Regions from separate parts of the Rattus norvegicus genome. Here region 1 is linked to region 2. Evidence: chromatin contacts called from public Hi-C data. All regions are on one chromosome and are shown on one strand. Each heading gives the region's core, a stretch centred on a gene start, on an enhancer-like site or on the middle of the called end of the contact. The rest is flanking DNA. Distances are from core to core; before and after follow the strand shown. Region 1 holds the start of Nrarp (Notch-regulated ankyrin repeat protein). Region 2 has its middle 30 kb from the start of Noxa1.

What was found. A called contact is a pair of places that touch in the nucleus more often than the background predicts.
Region 1: a Hi-C map of kidney shows a contact between it and region 2, with 4 times the contacts expected there. The contact joins the promoter of Nrarp here to the enhancer-like site in region 2. A contact is called at or near these places in 11 of 12 Hi-C or Micro-C datasets (the A7r5 cell line, the Rat2 cell line, Schwann cells and 6 more) and 1 of 1 datasets of contacts at active chromatin or transcription factors (oligodendrocytes).

The regions. Positions count from the first base shown.
Region 1 is chr3:28,387,737-28,392,290 of GRCr8, reverse strand. It overlaps Nrarp (Notch-regulated ankyrin repeat protein), which reads right to left and starts at 1,546. Exons shown (of 1, transcript NM_001143750.1): 1 at 1-1,546. The coding sequence starts at 1,193. The coding sequence ends at 849.
Region 2 is chr3:28,331,547-28,335,991 of GRCr8, reverse strand. No RefSeq gene overlaps it. Among named protein-coding and RNA genes, the nearest start is that of Noxa1, 30 kb to the right of the region's middle. Within about 2 kb of position 2,776, at least 13 of the 93 cell types and tissues checked have an H3K27ac peak or open chromatin away from gene starts, as enhancers often do. A contact at or near this core is called in Schwann cells, where this site is marked.

The DNA of each region.
Region 1 (4,554 bases), core at 297-2,796, 58 kb before region 2:
AACCAGCTGGTGTGGAGAATGGTGGCCTCTCACGGGAAGGGAAAGGGAGATAGATTCTGGGCTCCCTGAACTCAGAATCCAGGGAGAATAACAGAGGAATGAGGTGTGGAAGATTAGGGACTTGGTGGGGGAGGGGCTAGCAATGGGAAAACCATAGGACTAGGCGGTATTTTCAGTGCAACCAAGAAATGGTAGACTCAAGTTTTTAGTTTTAAGGAAAAAAAAATGCATCTTTCTCCCATAACCACGCACAATATTTCCAAACAAAAAACTCAGGCGCACAAACTTCACCCACAAATATACACACACGTGATAAATAGTTGAGGACATCAGGAACCCGGAGCGTCCCCTTCCCTCGTGAGAGGGCGCGCAGATGGTGGAGCCCGGTAGTGGCTGCTTGGCGGCCGCCAGTTGTGGGAGCCACAGTGCGGGCGGGCGGGTCTCACGGGCGGCGGCGGGAGCGCGAGTCCGCCCGCGTCTTTCACCTTCCGGAGAAAACATTTCAAGCGGAGGATCCGGTATCTCGGGATTCCGAAGTCTCCCGGTGTGAGACTCAAATTTCAAAATGGACTGGAGCCTGCGCCCCGCCCCCACCCTCTAGGCGGTCGGGGGCCGTGGGAAGGCTCTGGGGCCCTGCGGGGCTCAGAAGACTGCCCAGGGGAGGCGCTCTATTGCGGAGGCTCGAACTAAGGGGGCCACGGACGCGCTACTTTGGTCGTGGCCGTGGACATAGAGACCTAGCCCGATTTCCACGCGGACCAGCAAACCTGGCGCACACCGAGGTAGTTGGCGGGAAGGTACAGCAGAGACGACGCAGGTGAGGCCAGGGTCCGGGGTCGGGGTGGCTATCACCGGCCGCTGGCCGCGTACTTGGCCTTGGTGATGAGATAGAGCACGATGTCCTGGTGGCCCCCGAAAGCGGCGATGTGCAGTGCGCTCCAGCCGTCGCGGTTGGCTAGGCGGATGTCTGCGCCGAATTTGACTAGCAGCTTCACCAGCTCCAGGTTGCCGTCGATGACTGACTGGTGTAGTGCTGTCTGGCCCTCCGGCCCGAACGAGTTCACGTTGAATTCGCAGTTAGTCATGTTCTGCAGCAGCGACTGAAGCTCCTGTGTGTTGCCCTTGCGCACCGCTTCCTGGAAGATGCGCTGCGTCTGTGGCGCCGAGCAGGTGGACAGCTCGGCTTGGCTCATGCTGCCGCAGAGCTAGGGCCCCGGGCCGCGCCCCGGCTCAGCGCGGGCGGCGGCTGCAATGCGGGCCCCGGGCTGTCTCGGGGCGTGTCTCGAGGTACGCCTCGGCGCATGGAGGGCGCTGCGCCCTCGGGCCCCGCACGCCGCCTCTGCGCACTCCGGGCGCTGGGGGCCGAGGGCCGCAGGCGCGGGACCCCTGCTGCATCCAGCCGCGCCCAAGCGGGCGGGCGACAGGGCTGAGTGCTGGTTCGCAGGACCTGGAGTAGCCGGGAGGCCGCGACACTCGCAGTCGTGGTCCCTTCGAGGTTAGGCTTCGCTCCAGCGGAACTCCACCCGCGTCCCTTTGCAAAACAGTTCTAATTCGCCCGCAGCTTCCCGGAGTTTTTACGGTTGGTTCTTATATTTGCATAACAATGGATGCTCTTGACGCACACACCAGGGCACTTTCGATTGGGTGGTGCCCACGTGGGGGCGGGGCGGAGGCGGGGTCGTGCGGCTGCTCCCTCCTGGATAGAGGGCGCTGATCTCAGCCAGCACCAGACGGGGTGGTCAGGCGGCCTCAGGGGTTTTCCAGCACCACTGCCGGATCCTGGGTCTGGTTGCTCCGGTGTATAGCCGCCTTCCGCAGTTTTCTTCTTCCTTCATAGATGTCGGGAATTGTGAGTTCCTCGAGCAGACACTCCCAGGCTGGGACCTAGTGTTCACTGTGGCAATTCCACGAAGTTGCGTAGTCCTCCATCACTCTCGTCCTTTCTACTCAAGTGTAACTTCCCAGGGAGCTTGAGCAGCAATTGTGTTTGGCCCCTTTACACTGATGAAAGGCGCTCCATGCCCTTAAGCCACCCCCACTGTAGGGGTTTCTTTGGCAGGCTGGTATATATTCTCTCTCTCTCTCTCTCTCTCTCTCTCTCTCTCTCTCTCTCTCTCTCTCTGTTATGGTGTGCAGTCTCACCACTCCTCCTTATGTGTTGTTTCCACTGCTTAGCCCTTGTCAGCATTCGCGACACATAGGGCTGGCTGGTGAGACCCACAGCATTGCCCTCTGAGGGAGCTTTGAAATGACTCATTTCCCAACCATAAGCCCCACGTTTTATTGACCACTCTTAACAACTGACCAGGAGGCAGGAGGTGCTGGTGCTGGCTGGGAAGGCAAGGCTCCACATTTCCTCATCCTGTTTTACAGCTTACAGCTTCACTGTGGTTGCTGAAAATTAAGGAGGAATGATCTTAAGACTTGACAGAGCAGGAGGCAGGGCACGTCAGGACTTGATTTCCTCTGAAGCTAACTGGGAATTCCAAGCAGGCAACTGTAAGCCTCGGCTGGGCAGACCACCCTGCCAGGCTCCATCTGGGGAAGCTCATTTTGCTGGATGCTCACGCTCCAGACTCAGAACTATATCATACTCACATGACCCCAACCTTACTCTGAGCTCTGGGAGGAACCATAGGTAAATAGAATGGAGAAAGTAGGCTCTCTGTGACCATCTTTGGGCAGTTGCCAGTAGGTCAACTTGTTTAAGGGTCACGCTCACCTTTTGGTAGCCTAAGAACCTGAACCTCGTGTATCCAGCTTTGAGACCTCTCTGGTTTTCTTGCGATCCATGGTCTATTGGGTTCTGCCCATTTGGTCCCCTATCCCACACCTTATGCCTCACTGTTCCAAGATCTTGAGAGGAACCCGTATGGTTCTCTCCACTGTGCAGGTAGACTGAGGTGCAGTTGGGGATTCTGACTGATGCAGGCTGTGTCACAGAACACTAACCCAGAACAGGGAGCACAGGGAGAAAAGGGAGTTCCGGGAGCTCCCAGGAGGGGAGCATAGGAGGACAGGATCTGCTTCCTGGTTGGCCCGTGGTTTAATGCATTCGCATAGGGGCTGGGGATTTAGCTCAGTGGTAGAGCGCTTACCTAGGAAGCGCAAGGCCCTGGGTTCGGTCCCCAGCTCCGAAAAAAAGAACCAAAAAAAAAAAAATGCATTCGCATAGGGCTTCGAGGTATTAGACAGGCAGGAGTCAGAGACCACACCTTGGAGTGAGCAGAGCCCTTACTTTCACCAAGCCCAGGGCTGTCCCTTGAAGGTGAATGGGTCACTGGATGGGCCCCTACCTAGGTGGGCTCCAGCCTGGCCTGAGGAAGGGCATCTGAGATGCTTGCCCAGAGCAGAGCCTGGGAGAAAAGTCCTGTTGACATCCGCAGCAGGCGGCAGACAAAGGGGCCCTGTGTGAGCTCAGTGTGGGAACACTAGGCCGCCACCACAGGGGCTGTGAGAGCTGGAAGGCTCGGCTAGTTCTTGCAGAATAGCATGGCTGGTGTGGCAGTCCTATCGTAGTAAAAGCTTATCCTGAGGACATTTTGCCCTGTGTTAGGCTCATAGCACAGACAGATGTGCTTGGTGTGCCACCACCTCTGTGCAGCTGAGATGGAGCCGTGGTCAGCTTCCTGAAGGACTTCTTAGGTGGTGGCTACAGGATCCCCTTCTGGCTCACCCTCCTTTACCAGGGCTGTGCTCTGGCCCACACCCATGCCTTCCTGTAGCTGTCTCAGATAAGGAGGGGCTTGGGGAAGGCTGTGGGGCATTTGGTTTCTAGTAAGCACCACCCAAACGTTTGCTGGAGGATACTTCCAAAAGGTGGACATTTGTTCCATGCTATTGAAGAGAGGGGGGGGGGGAGGGTGCTCCCAGGAGTCTCAGGGGACCTAGTATTAATTCCAGTGTTTGTGATGTTCGCTTGGGATCTAGGAGGCCCCCTTCTGGCTGTGATACTGGACCCTGACCTTTATTCCCTGCTAATGACTAAGAATGCTGGCCCAGCAGCATCCTGACCACCATCTGCTCATTCCTAGAAGGAAACAGCGGGAAGGGCATCCTTCTCCCTCTCGATGATTGGCTCCCTTCCTGCTTAGGTGGGTGCTCAGCAGCCAGCAGCTGTGAGAGCAATGCTGTGAAGGGGTAGCATGTACAGTGTTCTGGAATCCCTGTTGGGGAAATCTGGGTGGAGTAGTCTAGGCAATCTGAGAGGCCATAGGAGGACAGCCCAGACAGGGCAGCTGGCCAAAGCTGGGCCAGGCCTGCAGCCACCTTAAAGGCGCTGAGCAGGGGAGGGAGGCCAGTGGGCAGTGGGGGGCGGGGCTTCCAGCTAATTCATTAAAATGTGTTGGGGAGCGTGGGAAAGAGGAGAGTGTTTCTTCCCAGCAGCCCAGACACCTGGTAGAAGAGAGAGGATAGGAATCAAATAACAAACACTGAGCTCCAGCCAGCCGGCAGAGCAGAGGAAGGAGGCCGGCAGGAACTGCAGCAGACAATCACTGTGACTAGGCTCCTGCTCATGCCACTCAGCATGGCAGGCCAACGCTGGATAGACAC
Region 2 (4,445 bases), core at 1,527-4,026:
AGAGGTGGGAACAACAGCCGTTGCTCTGGTGGCTAAGATATGCTCCCTTGAGGTGTTTAGAGCACGAAGAAGCCCCAAAAGGAGCCCTGGGCTATTGCCCAGGACAAGACCTCAATACAGCCCTTTCGTGGTCTCTGCAGAAGGGTCCTGCTTGCTTCCGCTAGCTCATGGATACAGTCTAAGCCCTTCGAGGCACATGAGTGGCCAGGCTCTTCTCCTGAGGACCCCCAACCTCCTGAACCCCACCCCCAAGAAATCCTATGTAAGCCCCGTCTTCTGCCAGTTCTCTGCTGCTTTTCACCCAAGCAGAGGCAGCTGCCCTCCCCAGTTTTCCCCTCCCAATAAATGTCTTGAGTGGGGTTTGCTGTGCGCTGTGACTTTGTGGTGTTCCCTGACTGCCAGGATACTTTTCCCTCACAGCTGGGACACACACCTTTGCCAGGCTACTCAGTTCACATGGGGCAGAGCAGAGGATCAGTGTTGTGACTGAGCCCCAGCCTTCAGGCCTAGACCCCTCATTCTGGGTACATCCTGCAGGATGCTCTCAACACTCCCATAGCACATGTCCTCAGAGCTACTGCGGGTTTGCGCTGGTGGGCACGGCATAATGACTTTCAATACTACGTCATTTGTCCCAAGGACTGCAGGTCTGGACTGAGCAACCTTAAACCCAGCCCACCTTTAAATTTCAGCAGCAGCCACGTGCACACACACAGGGCTTTGTCCAACCCAGGCTGGCCAGGAACTCAGAGACTCGCTGCCTTCGCCTCCCAAATGCTGGGATTAAAGGTGTGCATCACCACGCCCAGCTAAATCTCAGGATCTAGGTGACAAGGCACTGCTGTGTGGGGCTGTGGCTTCCCTACAGCAGGGAGTCAGCTTGGTGGCCTCTGAACACTATGTTGCAGACCCCAATCACTGCATTGACTGGTACTTCTTGACCTCCTCTTAGGCCCTGCCCTCCCCTTGCTCTGTCTTGGCAGAAGCCTGGAGCTTGGTGATGAGAGACTCTCCCCACCCCCCACCAAGCACTATTTTTGGAGACCTGGGCTTTATCCAAGTTTGAACCTAAATGATTTGCATAAGAAAGACATTCACCTTTTCAATAACGAGCTCAGGCTGCAGCTTCAACTTCGTGCCCAGCACAATTGCCTGGCAACACACAGAGAGTGATTACACGTGCTCAGGAGGGGGCACAGTGCCACAGAGAGGCTCCTGTCCTCTGTGTCATTGCTGGTCACTGCAGACATAGTCAGGGATCTTCTTATGTCCAGCAATGTAGCTGCTGGGCTGAGACACTGGGAATCTATGTTTCACAGCAGGAAGTTCACTACAGGTCTCTGAGGGGCTGGGAGAACTCACCTGTTTATTCTCGCTCCCCAGAATTCTACACGGGGAGTGCAAGGGTCAGGCAGTTGGGGTAAGAGACGCACAGTGACCTATGCACAGCTGCCCCATCTCTCCCAGGAGCATCTACAGGTCTAGAAGGTCAGCGTAGTCAGTCCTGGGGATGTGCAGCAGAGAACAAAGTGCACACATGCCTCGGAGGTCTGAGGGCAACATATCAACTTCCTGGGGCTACAGTTCCTCAGAGCTCTATTTAAAGAGACCTCACTGTCATCCAGCTCCAAGGAGTTGGGAAGTGGAAGGAGAGTCAGATCTGTCTCCAGGCTGTCATGGTTATTTGAAATAACCAAACCAACTTCTTTTTAGGTAATGGGCATTCACAGCCTGGGAATCATCTGATGGGGAGTGGGCGGAGCTGAGACCTTCCCACCGCCCGTCGGAGCACATGCTGGCCCTGAGTACCAGCACGTACCGTAGCCTGGGATACTATTAATATTTCCATATATCGCGCTCCCATCAGGAGCAAAAACAAGCAGCATGCACAGCAGCAGAGCCGTCCGGCACCCCACCCCCGCCCCCCAAGGCTCAGAGCCCAAAATAGCGGCCTGGGAAAGGCTTGGCGGCATCTAGCCCAAGGGGTTCGGGCTGGGCTTCCCCTGGGCTGACCCAATGCCTCCATAGCTGGCTCTTATCCAGGGGGCTTGGCCTCACCAGGCCCCATGGGGCACAGGGCGTGGGATGATCTCAGGGCAGGGGGAAGGTATGCACGGTTTGAAGGGGAATACAGGATCTGAGGACGGTCTTAGGATCTGCAGGGGGCAGAGGAGGCTGGGTGTGATCACCAGGACATACCTACAACTTCACACAAGGGTCTTCTGGGTCACAGGTCCTCCGGAAGCTGCAGGATATCAGGGAAAGGAAGGATACCCAGCACCCCGTACACATGTCATGTTAGGACCATGCCCTCTCAGAGTCCCCTAAGGCCCCTCTCCTGGCCCTGACCTGCCTCCATCAGGGACAGGGGAGCCAAAAACTGGGCTATTCTCTTCTGATTGTGGCTTCAGACTCTCTGCCCAGTGACTTGGGGAGAAGGAAGGCTGGAAGGGGTGGTAAGTGACAATGGGTGAAGGGTCTGGGACTTCCCACAACTTCAACTTTACTGTTAGTGTCCTACTGATGTTCCAGATGGTCTGTCTTCCCCAAGCCCAGCCCGACTGGGAGGCTTGTCCCAGGGTGGGCTCTGCTTCTTAGGTGTGGAGGCTCAAACCTCATCTGTTAGGTAGGTTGTGACATGGGCTACCCAGGAGCATCCTGGGAGCTAGAGATGCTCCTTTATCCTTTCTATATGGGGTCATTTAGAGCAGAGCACAATCAGGCTAGTTTATATCTGCCAGGCAGGAGCTCCCCGTGCACTAGGCTGCCCTCTAGTGGCCAGGTGGCCTGGTGCGTGGCCAGCACTCCTAGGTTCAAAGCCGCATTGTCCATCCAGTGTGGATCTGCAGAGGCAGCAGGAAGGTTGGCAGGAGGCTTTTATTTTTATGGCCTACCTGGGCAGGACAAGGGAGAAGCCTTCCCAGTCCTATTTAGCTACCGCCAGCTGCCCTTGCTGGTTGAGGGGAAGCAACAGAACCCAGAGCCACCTCCTGCAGGAAGCCCACTGCTTTGGCCCAGCTTGAGCTCCAGGGTCCTTTGTGGCCTATTATATGGTTGGACCAGCCTAGGAATCTTTCCTGCTGAACCTTCTCTGAGGCCATGACAGAACGGTGCTTGGGTGACCTGGCAAGCCCAGGCTCGCAATGAAGAGTCCCTGCCTGTCCAGTACAAGGTAGAGGCTGACGAGGAGGCCTGGATGCTGGTTCCACAGGAGAGAGAGGTCAGGACCAGCTGATGGAGGTACTAGGACCCTTTGCTGACCCTCCACTACCCAGGTGGGGCACTCCGAGCTGTATAACCAGCCAGCTGGGTCAGAGTAGCCCTGAGGGAACTGTCTCCCCTGCTCTCCCACTCTCCTGAACGGCAGGAGGGCTGGGCAGGTGCCCAGGCTGGCTTAGGACCAGACTGCATGGCTGGCCTAGGACCTCAGTGCCAGCCCAGCCTCCCACCTCTGGGCCGGCCTGAAGCCAAACACTTTTTTTTTTTTTTTTTTTTTTTTGCAAAGCTATCTTTTTACCTTGATAAGCTGTTTTAAAAATGTAAATAAAATAACTCAGCAGACAAAAGCAGGCATTGATTCTGGCCAGCGCCAGCCGCTGCCCTCGACATGAAATATCGAGGCACATTGAGTCGTGAGTCCTTGCTAATCCGGGCAGACAGGCTTGAATGGGGCCCCTTTGGACGGGCGCGGTGGTGGGCACTGGAGCATGCACCGCCTGCTGGGCGGCCCTGCTCCTGGACAATGGCTTTTCTTCTCAGAAAGGGCCTGTGCGGGACAAGAGCCCCCTTTGTGTAGGATGTCTGCCTTGGAGAGCAAGAGAGGCACATTCAGCAGCCCCAGACACTCTTTGTAAAGCTTCAGTGTAACAGAAGACACCCGAAACACTAGCTTGCCTTCTGCCTCCCAGCACTCTTTCTAGGCACAGCAGCCATTCAGCCTTTAGAATGGCTGGGGGGTGAAGGGGGGCAACACCCAACTCCACATTGTCCCTGGGTGTGTGGCCATCTTGGTTCCTCAGTTCCCCTCAATAGTTTTGAGGGGCAGGTGTGACAGGAAATGAAGCTATGTGAGTTGTGGTACTGCTGACACATGGCCTCCTCTCAGGGCCAACCAAGGTCTGAGAGGTTTAGGTGGCTCCTGGTGGCCCCCAGGCACTGTCCTGTTGCTGAAGTGTGCTCCTCTTTGGTTCTCAGTGGCAACACAGCTTAAGTCATGATGCCTTTCACCGAGTGGTGGCCTCATTGAGTTCAGCAGGCATGCACGGCCATGTTCCACTTGAGGTATCTTTAACCATAAGCTGGGTCTGTATATCTTAGGCTGCATGATAAAAGCCTCTCCTTCTCCAAGGCCTCATACAGACCTGGGCCTCCTGACTGAGTCTGGGACTCTGAATATGGAACTTTAGGACTGGATGTTCCTCTTATAACCTCCTGGGCTTACACCC